3 separate regions of the Mus musculus genome follow, and regions 2 and 3 are each linked to region 1. Evidence: chromatin contacts called from public Hi-C and promoter capture Hi-C data. All regions are on one chromosome and are shown on one strand. The core of a region is the stretch at or near the end of the contact, and the rest is flanking DNA. Distances in the headings are between cores, read along the strand shown. Region 1 holds the start of Mtmr4 (myotubularin related protein 4). Region 2 holds the start of Arl4d (ADP-ribosylation factor-like 4D). Region 3 holds the start of Dhx8 (DEAH (Asp-Glu-Ala-His) box polypeptide 8).

The links. Promoter capture Hi-C pulls out the DNA fragments that hold promoters and counts their contacts. A called contact is a pair of places that touch in the nucleus more often than the background predicts.
Region 2: a contact with region 1 is called in a promoter capture Hi-C map of cranial neural crest. The contact joins the promoter of Arl4d here to the promoter of Mtmr4 in region 1. A contact is called at or near these places in 5 of 39 promoter capture datasets (cranial neural crest, frontonasal cranial neural crest, hematopoietic stem and progenitor cells and 2 more).
Region 3: a contact with region 1 is called in a Hi-C map of B cells, with 6 read pairs. The contact joins the promoter of Dhx8 here to the promoter of Mtmr4 in region 1. A contact is called at or near these places in 4 of 39 promoter capture datasets (cranial neural crest, frontonasal cranial neural crest, hematopoietic stem and progenitor cells and 1 more) and 1 of 484 Hi-C or Micro-C datasets (B cells).

The regions. Positions count from the first base shown.
Region 1 is chr11:87,590,861-87,594,319 of GRCm38.p6, reverse strand. Mtmr4 (myotubularin related protein 4) reads right to left here and starts at 2,154. Exons shown (of 19, transcript NM_133215.2): 1 at 2,070-2,154; 2 at 887-931. The coding sequence starts at 889.
Region 2 is chr11:101,664,157-101,667,767 of GRCm38.p6, reverse strand. It overlaps Arl4d (ADP-ribosylation factor-like 4D), which reads right to left and starts at 2,227. Exons shown (of 2, transcript NM_025404.3): 1 at 2,131-2,227; 2 at 1-1,220. The coding sequence starts at 1,118. The coding sequence ends at 513.
Region 3 is chr11:101,731,589-101,734,996 of GRCm38.p6, reverse strand. Dhx8 (DEAH (Asp-Glu-Ala-His) box polypeptide 8) reads right to left here and starts at 2,041. Exons shown (of 23, transcript NM_144831.2): 1 at 1,809-2,041; 2 at 756-841. The coding sequence starts at 1,956.

The sequences.
Region 1 (3,459 bases), core at 905-3,404:
CCCTAGCTCTCCCACCAGGACGGAGAGGACCCACCGTCAGAAGGCTGGCCAGGTAGATACTCAGTCAGCTGTCACCTGCAGTGGCTTAATAGACTGCAACACCTGGGAGCTGGAAAAGGCCTACAATTTGGGTGGAATCACTCCTGGGACAGCACCAACAATATATTCATGAGACTCACTGGGAGTTCAGGGATCTTATTTAAACACAAAACCAAAAAACCATGGAGTCTTTTCTGGAACTCACTACATAAGACTTGGCTGACGTCACTGAGAATCACCTTTCTCTGTCCCCAACTGATGTGATTAGAAGCCTGTGCCACCACGCCCTGAAGTTCAGGAATCTCAGATAAGAAAGACTTGTTTTCTTAAACCAGAATATGCATAGTTTTAACCGGGGATCCAAGTAAGAGGCGATATAGCGGTTTGTTAGAAGGGACGGCCTAACACCGAGAAAAACTACAAGCTGCTGAGCCCAGTGCTATATAGTGCCCGATATATATTTTTTTCAATCCTAAGAAACCATAAGCTAGATACATAGCTCAGTGTTAGAGTACTTGCCTATCATGTACAAGGCCCCACACTGCATTCACCTGCAATCTTAACACTTAGGAGATGGAGGGAGAAAGAGGGATTGCCCACAAGTTCAAGGCTGGCATGGGCTACATGTCTAGTACCAGGCTAACCAAAACTCTACAGCAAGAACCTGTCTCAAAACAACACTGCCCATCCAAAAAAAAAAAAAAAAAAAAGCATCAGGGCAAATGAGCCTGTTTAGGAAGTGAACAGAGTAACCAGGGGCACTAGGGCCAAGAGAGGTGGGGCAGCTTCCCTGAGTCAGACTGGAGGATGAGACACACAGTGGTATGAGGGAAAAGGAGCTACTCACCATTCTACCTTGGCGAGGGTCCTGGCTGCCTGCTCCTGCTCGTCACTAAAGGAGACAGAACACAAGAGGAAAGTGCACGGTCATTAACATCACCATAGAATCAACGATTGTCACACGGGTCTACCCCTGAACTTCTCTGCAACTCATTTTCCTCCACCACAGAGGATCCGGCGTCTCAAAAAGTCACCACACCAGTCAGGCAATGGAAGAAGCAACAAGTGACCCTGCCCGGTGAGAATTCCACCACAAAAGTTCCTGAGCAAGGCTAAGTATCATCCTAGCTTACTCAGCAGAACTCAAACGTTCTGATCCCCACACCCAGCAGTAGAGCACTCCAAACCCTGCTCTCTACAAAAGAGAAGAAATTCCAACTCTGAAGAGACAAAGACTGCCCAACTGGGACTCACTTTTGGCCCTGGTAGGGGCATGAATCCACAGGGCAGTTCGGCCAGTCTCTGAGTCTAGGAGTAGCACCCACCTGACCTGTTACTGGGGGCAGAGTCCAGAGCAGAGGACAAGAGGGAGAGGACCACAACCTGTGATAAAAGAGCAGCAGGGTTGGCCCGGTCCTGCTGAGCATACTTGAGACCAAGTAGGTGAAGGTTTGAGGGAGGAGGCCACACAACAGGAGCAGAATTAGGCCAGTCCGGCCTGGGAGACAACATCTGTCAAATGGGTCGAATTAACAAGGATTTCAAGTTAAGGCCTCCTGGGCCCACTTAGGGAGCCAGGTCTGAATTTCACCGACACTCCTTCATGTTTGGTATGCTCGAGGGGTGTGCAGCAGAGCCCCATAGGAGGCTACGGCGATTAAAGCCTCCATTGTGATCCTACCAACCTTCCCTCCCTCACGGGGGAGCCCGCAAGCGGCCAGCCGGAGGTGCTGCCTCACGGCTCCCTGGCTCGCGGCCTGAGAAACAGAGAGAGGAAGGGAGCGACAAGGACCAGGCCTAGGAGGCCCAGGGTTCTCACAGTTAGGGACTCTGGTCTTAGGGTGGGGGGTGGGGGAGGATGGGCTAAGCAGCCAGGAGATCCAGGTGCCCAGGTTTTAGGGGCGGGGCCAAGGCCTCGGAGGCGGAGCCCCAAATGACAGAGGGCGGGACTCAAGAGAGCCGGCGAGGGCCGGGCAGGACTTGGTCGTTGTGGTTCCCAGGCTGGCAGTGCACGGGGTACAGTGACTCACCCAGGCGGCGTCCGCCCGACCCTCCAAAGCCGCGCTCTCACCACTTCCGTCTCCCGCAGCTGCTGAGGCCGCGCAGCTCGAACCCCACCACGGTCCCTTGTCCCCAACCAATCGTATCTCTAGCCTCTACCCGCCCTGGCCAATAGCCACGCGAAGTCCCGCCCTGCCTCACCACGCAGCCGCCGCCCTCACTCTCCACGCTGCTCACTGGTCCAGTGGGCAGACGCCCTCTCAGCTTGTAACCTATCCGGCACCCGGAGACCAGACAGTACCCGGAGGGAGGAGGCTTGGCGCCAGAGAGCAGACACGACCAATAGGAAATCACAGCGCGTCCCTCTGGCAGCCAATGGGAGAGGAGTAAGAGGGGTCGCAGCCTAGGGCTCCGGGGACAGGAAGTACGGCCGCCCGTCGCCTACTGGTAGCGCAACTGGGGGGCGGGACATTGCAGGGAATGGTAGCAGTCACTTCCGGTGACGACCCCGCCCGAGAGGTAGTTCGCAAATGACCTCGCGGTGGCTCAGCGTTTTAACCCAGTGGTGTTTCTGTTTTGCTCCAGTAATGCGAGAAAGGAAGGGTAGCATGCCGGCTAGGAAAGGGGAAGGTCCCTTCCCAAACTCTCGGTTCCATCACTCTCGTGTTTCGTCGCCCGGTCGATGGAAAAGAAAATCCTGGATTTTTTTTTTTTTTTTTTGTCTGCGAAAGAGAAGAGCTGGGTTCGGGAACTGCTGAAGCCACAGGAATGGAAAACGTGAAAGACCCTCCTAGAAGGCCTGGGAGGAAGGAGCTCTCGGACTGGCAGCGCTGGCGGTTCCCTTTGCGTATCTGGACTGGTTGTTAACGACCGACCAACCTTGCCGTCCTTCGAGACCTGCATTGCCGCCAGTCCAGAGTCTCTCAGCCAAGAGAGAAAAACTGGGTCTGACTGCCATTAGCTAGCTGCGGCTTCTTAGTCTGTAAAAGGGGTAGAGGGACAAGACTGAAGCGCCTGGAGCCAGCACCGGGACGCAGGTCACCAGTAACGCTGGAGGTCTCCGTGATCCGCGCCACTACTAACCAAACTGAAGTGGCAAAGAGTCCTATTCTCGGCGGATAGTCCGAGTCCTGGAGTGGGTCTAGGCCCTGAGATCCTAGGCTAGTGTCCTCACGTCTTGGTTTCTGAAGTACTTACAGTTACTAAGTCATAGGAAAACAGAAATCTCTCCTGAGTTCACTGTTTTAGTTACAGGGTCTAGAACCCGGGTCTAACCTAGCGCATGCGTGATACTGAGCTCCTTGGAGACTATGGCATTTTGTTTTTCCCTATGTCCCAGCACTCTAATTACAGGACCTTCAGAATTTGTTCAGCACTGTACCACAAGCTTCCTGGAATTTGGAGCTTAATTCTGCATAT
Region 2 (3,611 bases), core at 978-3,477, about 14 Mb before region 1:
CAAACAAAATACAGTAATACAGAGGACACTCGAGGCTTATAAAAAGGGCCGGGGATCTACAATTGTGGGGAGAATTCTTGGCATTTTCACAGACACAGAACAGCTGTGAGAAGAGCAGCTGAGGAGACCCCTCTCCTCGACTGTGGAGATGTTCTCAATTCACCCCCAAATGCACTCTCTGGATAACCTTCTACACACCCTCCCCCTGCAAAGATAAAAATATATCTCCAAATAAAATGCCAGGGAAGGACAGGAGAGCCAGGGCCGAGGTAGGAGGTAGAGTTAGCATTTACATCTTTCTCCGGTCTTGCAGCCCCTCCCTACCCTCTTCAGGTGAAGGGCAATGAAGACACTTCATCTTCCCTCCCCCCTGCGGCGCACAGGGCCACCTATGCTCCTTCAGTCCTTTGCGGTGGACAGATCCAGCACCCAGGCTGGCTGAGAGGTCACGGGCCCTGCCTGACTATAATGTGTACTGACCCCCTAGCAGGTAGGGTAGGGGCAGCTTCGGGTCACCGTCTCTTCTTGCTCGACCGAGGTGCCTTCTTCCTCTTCAGGATCATTTCATACAAATGTTCCAGGCCTGGCTGCAGGCCCAGCCCGTCCACAGCACTGCAGCCCTGCACATGGGTGAGCGTGGCAGCTGCCAGCTCTCGGACCGCCAGCCTCTTCTCCACCTCGGCTGCACTCAGTGCCCCCGGTTGGTCCTGCTTGTTGGCCAGCACCAGCACTGGCACCCCCTGGTTGTCGGAAGCCTTGCTGATCCGGTGTAACTCCATTCTGGCTTCCTCTAACCTCTCAGTCTCTGCAGAGTCCACCACAAACACCAGTCCATCTGTCCGGCGGGTGTAGGAGCGCCACAGTGGCCGAAGCTTCTCCTGACCCCCAACATCCCACACTTGGAAAGTGATCCCACGGGAACCCCCCAGGGGCACGCGGATCTTCTCAGTATTAAAGCCCTTGGTGGGGACGCTCTGGACAAACTCCTTGAACTTGAGACGGTAAAGAAGGGAAGTCTTCCCCGCGGAATCCAACCCAATGACGACGACATGCAGGGCCTGGAAGTGCGGCAGAAAGGACGAGGCTGTAGGGGCCATTTCAGTCAAGTGGTTCCCCATGGTGAGCTAGGGTGCAGGGTGGACCTCAGGAGTAGGTCTGGGACTCCAGCAGAGGCCAAGAAGAGGAGACCTTAAAACGGCAGGTAGCACAAGCTGGGGTGTCTAAACAAGGCCAAAAAAGAAACGAGAAAGGTTTAGAATAAACGAATTTGCAACTTTTGGGTCCTTCCCCTAAACCTGCACCCTACCCTTCTAAATATTCCTTTTATTAAAACAAGGTTTGCCCCAGCAGTGGTGGAGCACACCTTTAATCCCAGCACTTGGGAGGCAGAGGCAGGTGGATTTCTGAGTTCGAGGCCAGCCTGGTCTACAGAGTGAGTTCCAGGACAGCCAGGGCTACACAGAGAAACCCTGTCTAGAAAAACAAAAAAGAAAAAAAAAAAGATTTTTAAGTGCCTCTTTTTCCAAAGTAAAGAAAAAATATTTTGTGCGTGTGTGTAAGCCACTCACAGCTTGAGTGTTAAAGTCAGGACAACTTACAAGAGTATGTGGGTCTCAGGAACCAATTAGGGTCCTCATGTTTTAGGGTAGGCGCTTTTAAACCATCTCCAATGCCTTTCTCCTTCCCCTCTTCTTAAAAATAAAAAATAAAAAAAGTAGCTACAGGTGTAACAAGGCGTGCTCCTGTCCCAGGGACTCCTAGGAGAGGCCCTGAGGTCAGAGAAACTCTCGGGCACTAGGATCTTCGAGGGTGCGGATCTTGCAGGCAAGATCCGAAGTAAGGTCGTTTCCCTGCACCCCTCTCCGAGATTGAGAGAAAGCAGAAGCTGTGCTCTCCACTCCCCAGAGGAGAAATCTCGCATGAAGGAGGCGGTCGGGCAGTGTGCCCAAAGTAAGAGCACCGATGTGGGTCGGGCTCCCACAAGCACCGCATACCCACAACGGTGGCACGCCCCTGCGGGCGCTTTGACCACCACCACACGGCCCTGCAACTCTCCAGCCAGCGGTCGACGCCCGCTCCCCTAAGCCCCGCAAGCCGGCGCCTTTGCATGGTCCAGACACCCTCCTTTACCTTCAGCCAGCCGCACTCTCCGCGAGCCACGCCAACCAGACACCGACTCGTCGCGTCTCAGCCACAGCGGACTTTGCAGTGCCGCTGCTCCGGTTCCTCGTTAAAAACCCTCTCGTGACGTCACACGACGCGGCCCAATCAGCGTCCCGGAGGCGGGGACTGAGCCAGCCTCTGCAGCCCCAGCCTGGAAATGGAGAGCTCGTTCTATCCGGAACCGCTTTATTTTAATCTTTTCTACCTTATTCAGTATTTGGAACAGAGCCTGGAACTCATTAGGGCTGGGAGGTGGGACAGACTAAAGGAACAGGCGTGGCTGCGCCTGACGAGAGCATGGAACGGAATGTCTAATAATGACACTACCCCATCCACTTGCCCTCAATCCGGCTGCCCCCCCCCCATACTTTCCTTCCACCTAAAGATCTGCTCGAAGAGATTCTGACATGTTTTCGTATCTTACCTCATTCAGTAGTACTCATTCAAGTCACTGTCTTCATCTAGTTTGCAAAGCAGTATTTACCTGGAGCTCTGATACAGCTGATTCATAATACTAAGCCCATTTAATGTATATAGGAGTACGGGGACGCTGACACACCAGAAGAGGGCATCGGATCCCCTTACAGATGGTTGTGAGCCACCATGTGGTTGCTGGGAAATGGATTCAGGACCTCTGCAAGGGCAGCAGTGCTCAGTGTCAGTTAAGCCAGTGGGTCAGTATATGCCCATGTGTTCAGTAGGAAATGTCAGATCTCCTGGAACCAGAATTAGAGACAGTGGTGACTGCCTCATATGGGTGCTGGGAACCGAACCTGGGTCCGCTGGAAGAGTAATAAGTGCTCTTAACCACTGAGCCATTGCTTCAAGGGATAAGGGGGTGGGGGGAGTATTTTTTGAGACAGGGTCTTTCTATATAACCCTAGCTATCCTGGAACTCACTATGTAGACTAGGGTGGCCTCATACACAAAATAATCCACCTGCCTCTGCCTTTAAGATTAAAGGCATGAAACCAGGCAGTGGTAGTGCATGCCTTTAATCTTGGGAGGCAGTGGCAGGCAGATTTCTGTGTTCGAGGCCATCCTGATCTACAGAGTGAGTTCCAGTACAGCCAGGGCCACACAGAGAAACCATCTCGGGAAAAAAAAAGGAAAAAAAAGGATTAAAGGCATGAGCCATCATATCCAGCTATATTTGGTTTTTTTGTGTGTGTGTTTTGAGATAGGAATCTCATTATGTAGCTCAGGCTATCCTGGACATCCTAACAATCTTTGGGCCTCAGCTTCCTGCATATAGAGCATGGAGGACCCCATTACCTCACAGTAGCATGTTAGGGACTGTTGTCTGTTTCTTACAGGTACAGAAAGCTGCAGATGGATAAAAGACTTAGTTATGATCACATTTAGGTCATATGTGGCTGAGCAAGATCTGTCTGAATTCAGTGCCAGGATGCTCACTGCTTGGCAATAGTCTTCTCATGGGGAGACTC
Region 3 (3,408 bases), core at 792-3,291, about 14 Mb before region 1:
GACCATTTCTTCCCATCTTTTAAAATTGTCTCCAAACCCTAGACTATTATTGCTCCTGACGTCATTTTTCATTTGTTTGTTGGTTTTTTGAGACATGATTTCTCTTGTGTAGCCCTGGCTGTCCTGGAACTCACTCTGTAGACCAAGCTGGCCTCAAACTTAGAAATCTGCCTGCCTCTGCCTCCCAAGTGCTGGGATTAAAGGTGTGGGCCACAACTGCCCGGCTTGTCCCTGACGTCCTGATTCACAGAACAAGAATGTCAACATCAGGGGCTGGAGAGATGGCTCAGGGGTTAAGAGCACCAAATGCCCTTCCAGAGGTCCCGAGTTCAATTCCCAGCAACAACACATGGTGGCTCATAACCATCTGTAATGGGATCTGATGCCCTCTTATGGTGAGTGTCTGAAGACAGCTACAGTGTACTCACATAAATAAGATAAATAAATCTTTAAAAAATGTAAGTGAAGAAAATATCTAATAAAAAATTAAAAACAAACAAACCAACAACAACAACAAAAGAATGTCAGCATCCTCAGACTTACTGCCGGAAGTCCTGCGGCATTCTCCTAGGACAGTGGGGAAGGAATCTGGCTCCCTGGCCAGCAACGCAACTTTACACATTTGATGGCTTATTTACTTGATATGCACAAATCGCTCCTTCCTACTTAAAAATCCTTTAGTGCGATCAAAATTTAAATTCAGTAGCAACACCAAAGAAACAAAAAGGAAACAAAGAATCTTCAGATATACATACTGTGAATTCTGCACCATTTTTGACCAGAGAAGCCTTAAAAGTATCAAAGGTAGTATTTTTCTCAGCAAGACTGATGACAAATTCAGCTGTTAAAAAAAAAAAAAGGAATTATAAATGGACTCAGATAATAATTAAATTATAAAAGAACTCAGGAATCCGCCTGCCTCTGCCTCTCAAGTGCTGGGATTAAAGGCGTGCGCCACCACTGCCCGGCTTTGTCGTCGTTTTTTGTGACGGGTCATACCCTGATACATACCATGCCCAAGCTACCCTCAGATTATCTACGTGTGACTTTGGAATTACTAATCATTCTGCCCTCACATCCCAAGCCTGAGATCCTAGGCGCCTGCCTGGCTGTCATTTACTTTTGAGGACATTCTGAAAAAGCCCAACACCACCCAACCCTGTACCTATCAAACGGAAGTGTTCCCCTCATGCTTCTAATTCACATACTCGGCCTCTCATTTTCACAAGGGCTCCGGCTATGCATATAATTACGATCTGGGCCCCGAGCCTTTCTTATTTTCTCTCTGGGTCCCCTAGTCACAGTTTGCCCTTAAACATCTAATGACTAGTATGTGAGAGATAAGAAGATGTAACTAATTTAAGAGCACGGCTCAAAGCACAAGCTCGAAGTAGATGCTGACTACTGCCTGACTGTGCGAAGACCAAACAAGATAATGTAGATGAAGAGCTACCCATAATATCTTGTGAGCTTCTAAAAATTACTGGCCGTAATTACAACCATCATCTTCGCGGGGGCTGCTGCTGCTGCTATTGTTAAAGCTATTTCGCCCCCCAGAACTGAAAAACAACAATCGAGCAGAAATTGCTGCCCCAGCCTTCACCGGCAGCTCACAGAAATGGTTTCTAATAGCTCGGACCGGATGGTTCTCAAGCAGAGGCCACCGCCACAGGTTCCCGGAGCCCAAGTCACGATGACACACACACAGACACAGACAGACAGACACACACACACACACCATCAACCGCTTCTCTCCTGCCTCCCTCACCCCCAAAATCAAAAGCCATCGGGACCTTCCTCCAGCTCACCCAGATCCTTGTCGTTGATGCCCAAGTGATTGTCCAGCTCCGTGCAAACCTTCGACACCAAAGACAGGTACTCAAGTTTAGCGAGTTCTTCCGCCGGGCCGGGCTCCGAGCCCATTAGGACCCCGGCGGCGGCCACGGCTACAGCCATGGCTACAACTTCCCTTTGGTCTCCTTCCGGCCGGCCAGAACGCGAAGCCACAGCTTCCACTTCCGGGTCGGCGCTCGTCTCTTTTGTTTACAGGGACGTCAAGTAAAGTTAACCGTCTTTGTAAGGATCAGCGAGATCTGGCAGGAAGTTCCCACAGACGGGCCAGACGCACTGAGTTACGCTGTTCGTTCAGTGGCGGCCTCTAGCGGGGGGGAAGACTCCACCCGCCTTTAGGTTTTTTTAAGGATCAATCTCAGCGCGCCTCTGTGATCCGTCAGCAGAGGGCGACCGTGGCCTGCGCGACTGAACAGCGCCTCGGAAAAGCAAGTTGGCTTGTCCTTGATCAGCTCAGTTCCTGACCTCATGGCAAGTGATCTCAAGTGACCTTACACCAGCAGACGCTAGATTCTGGCTGCTTATCTGTAAACTCGGATAATACGGTCTAAATGAAATAGATATGCAAAGTGGCTGAGCCACAGTAGGCACACTGAAAATATTAGTTGCTGTTATAACCCCCCCAAACTGCGAGTGGTCCAGCAAAGCTTATCTCAAGCATTCCTGTTGCCAAAACCCTCAGTCCTCTTAAAATCTGCTTCTCTAAATGTCAGCTGTGTTGTGAACCTGAGGTCATAAATTCAGGTGTCCCAACTTTTACTTTTCCCTTTGGCAGAACCTTGCAATGAAGATGAAGGGTTTCCCATGTCTTAGTATTCTGTGTAAAAAACAAGAAAATACTTCCTCTAAGGTGAGTAGCCCTCCCATCAGTCAAAAGACAGAAAATGAGCCCCCTCTGCTACTGTTGGCTGACTCTGTTGCACTACTGTGTCTTTGAATTATTGGGAACACTTCAGTGATAACGAGTTGCAGGGAAGCTGGGCAGGCTGGTGCTCTCCTTTAATTGAAGCACTCGGAGGGCAGAAACAAGCTGTTCTCTGAGACTGAAGTCAGCCAAAGTTACACAGTGAGAACCTCTCTCAAAATTGCAGGCAAAGGACTATCACAGTAGTTCCGTGTTTCCAGGTTCCCAAGGATTTAGTACATTGCCATCTGAGTTCCTGATGCCCTTCCCTTCCTTATAACTTACTTGTTTTTATTTCCTATACATGGTTTTGCCTGCATTCATGTCTGTGTAAGGATGTCAGATCCCCTGGAACTGGAGTAACAGATAGTTGTGAGCTTCGGTGTGAGTGCTGGAAATTGAACCCAGATCCTCTGGAAGAGTGACCAGTGCTCAGAACCATGAGCCATTTCTCCAGGACTCACTCCTTCCTTCCTTCCTTCCTTCCTTCCTTCCTTCCTTCCTTCCTTCCTTCCTTTCTCCGTGAACAGAATGAGAAAGTCTGCCCTTGATGCTGCTTGCTTATCTGCCAGTATGGAGTTAGGTTTCAGGAGTTAATTCCACTTGACCCTTCTTTCTCTACATCTCCTTGCTACTAAAACTTCATATTTCTA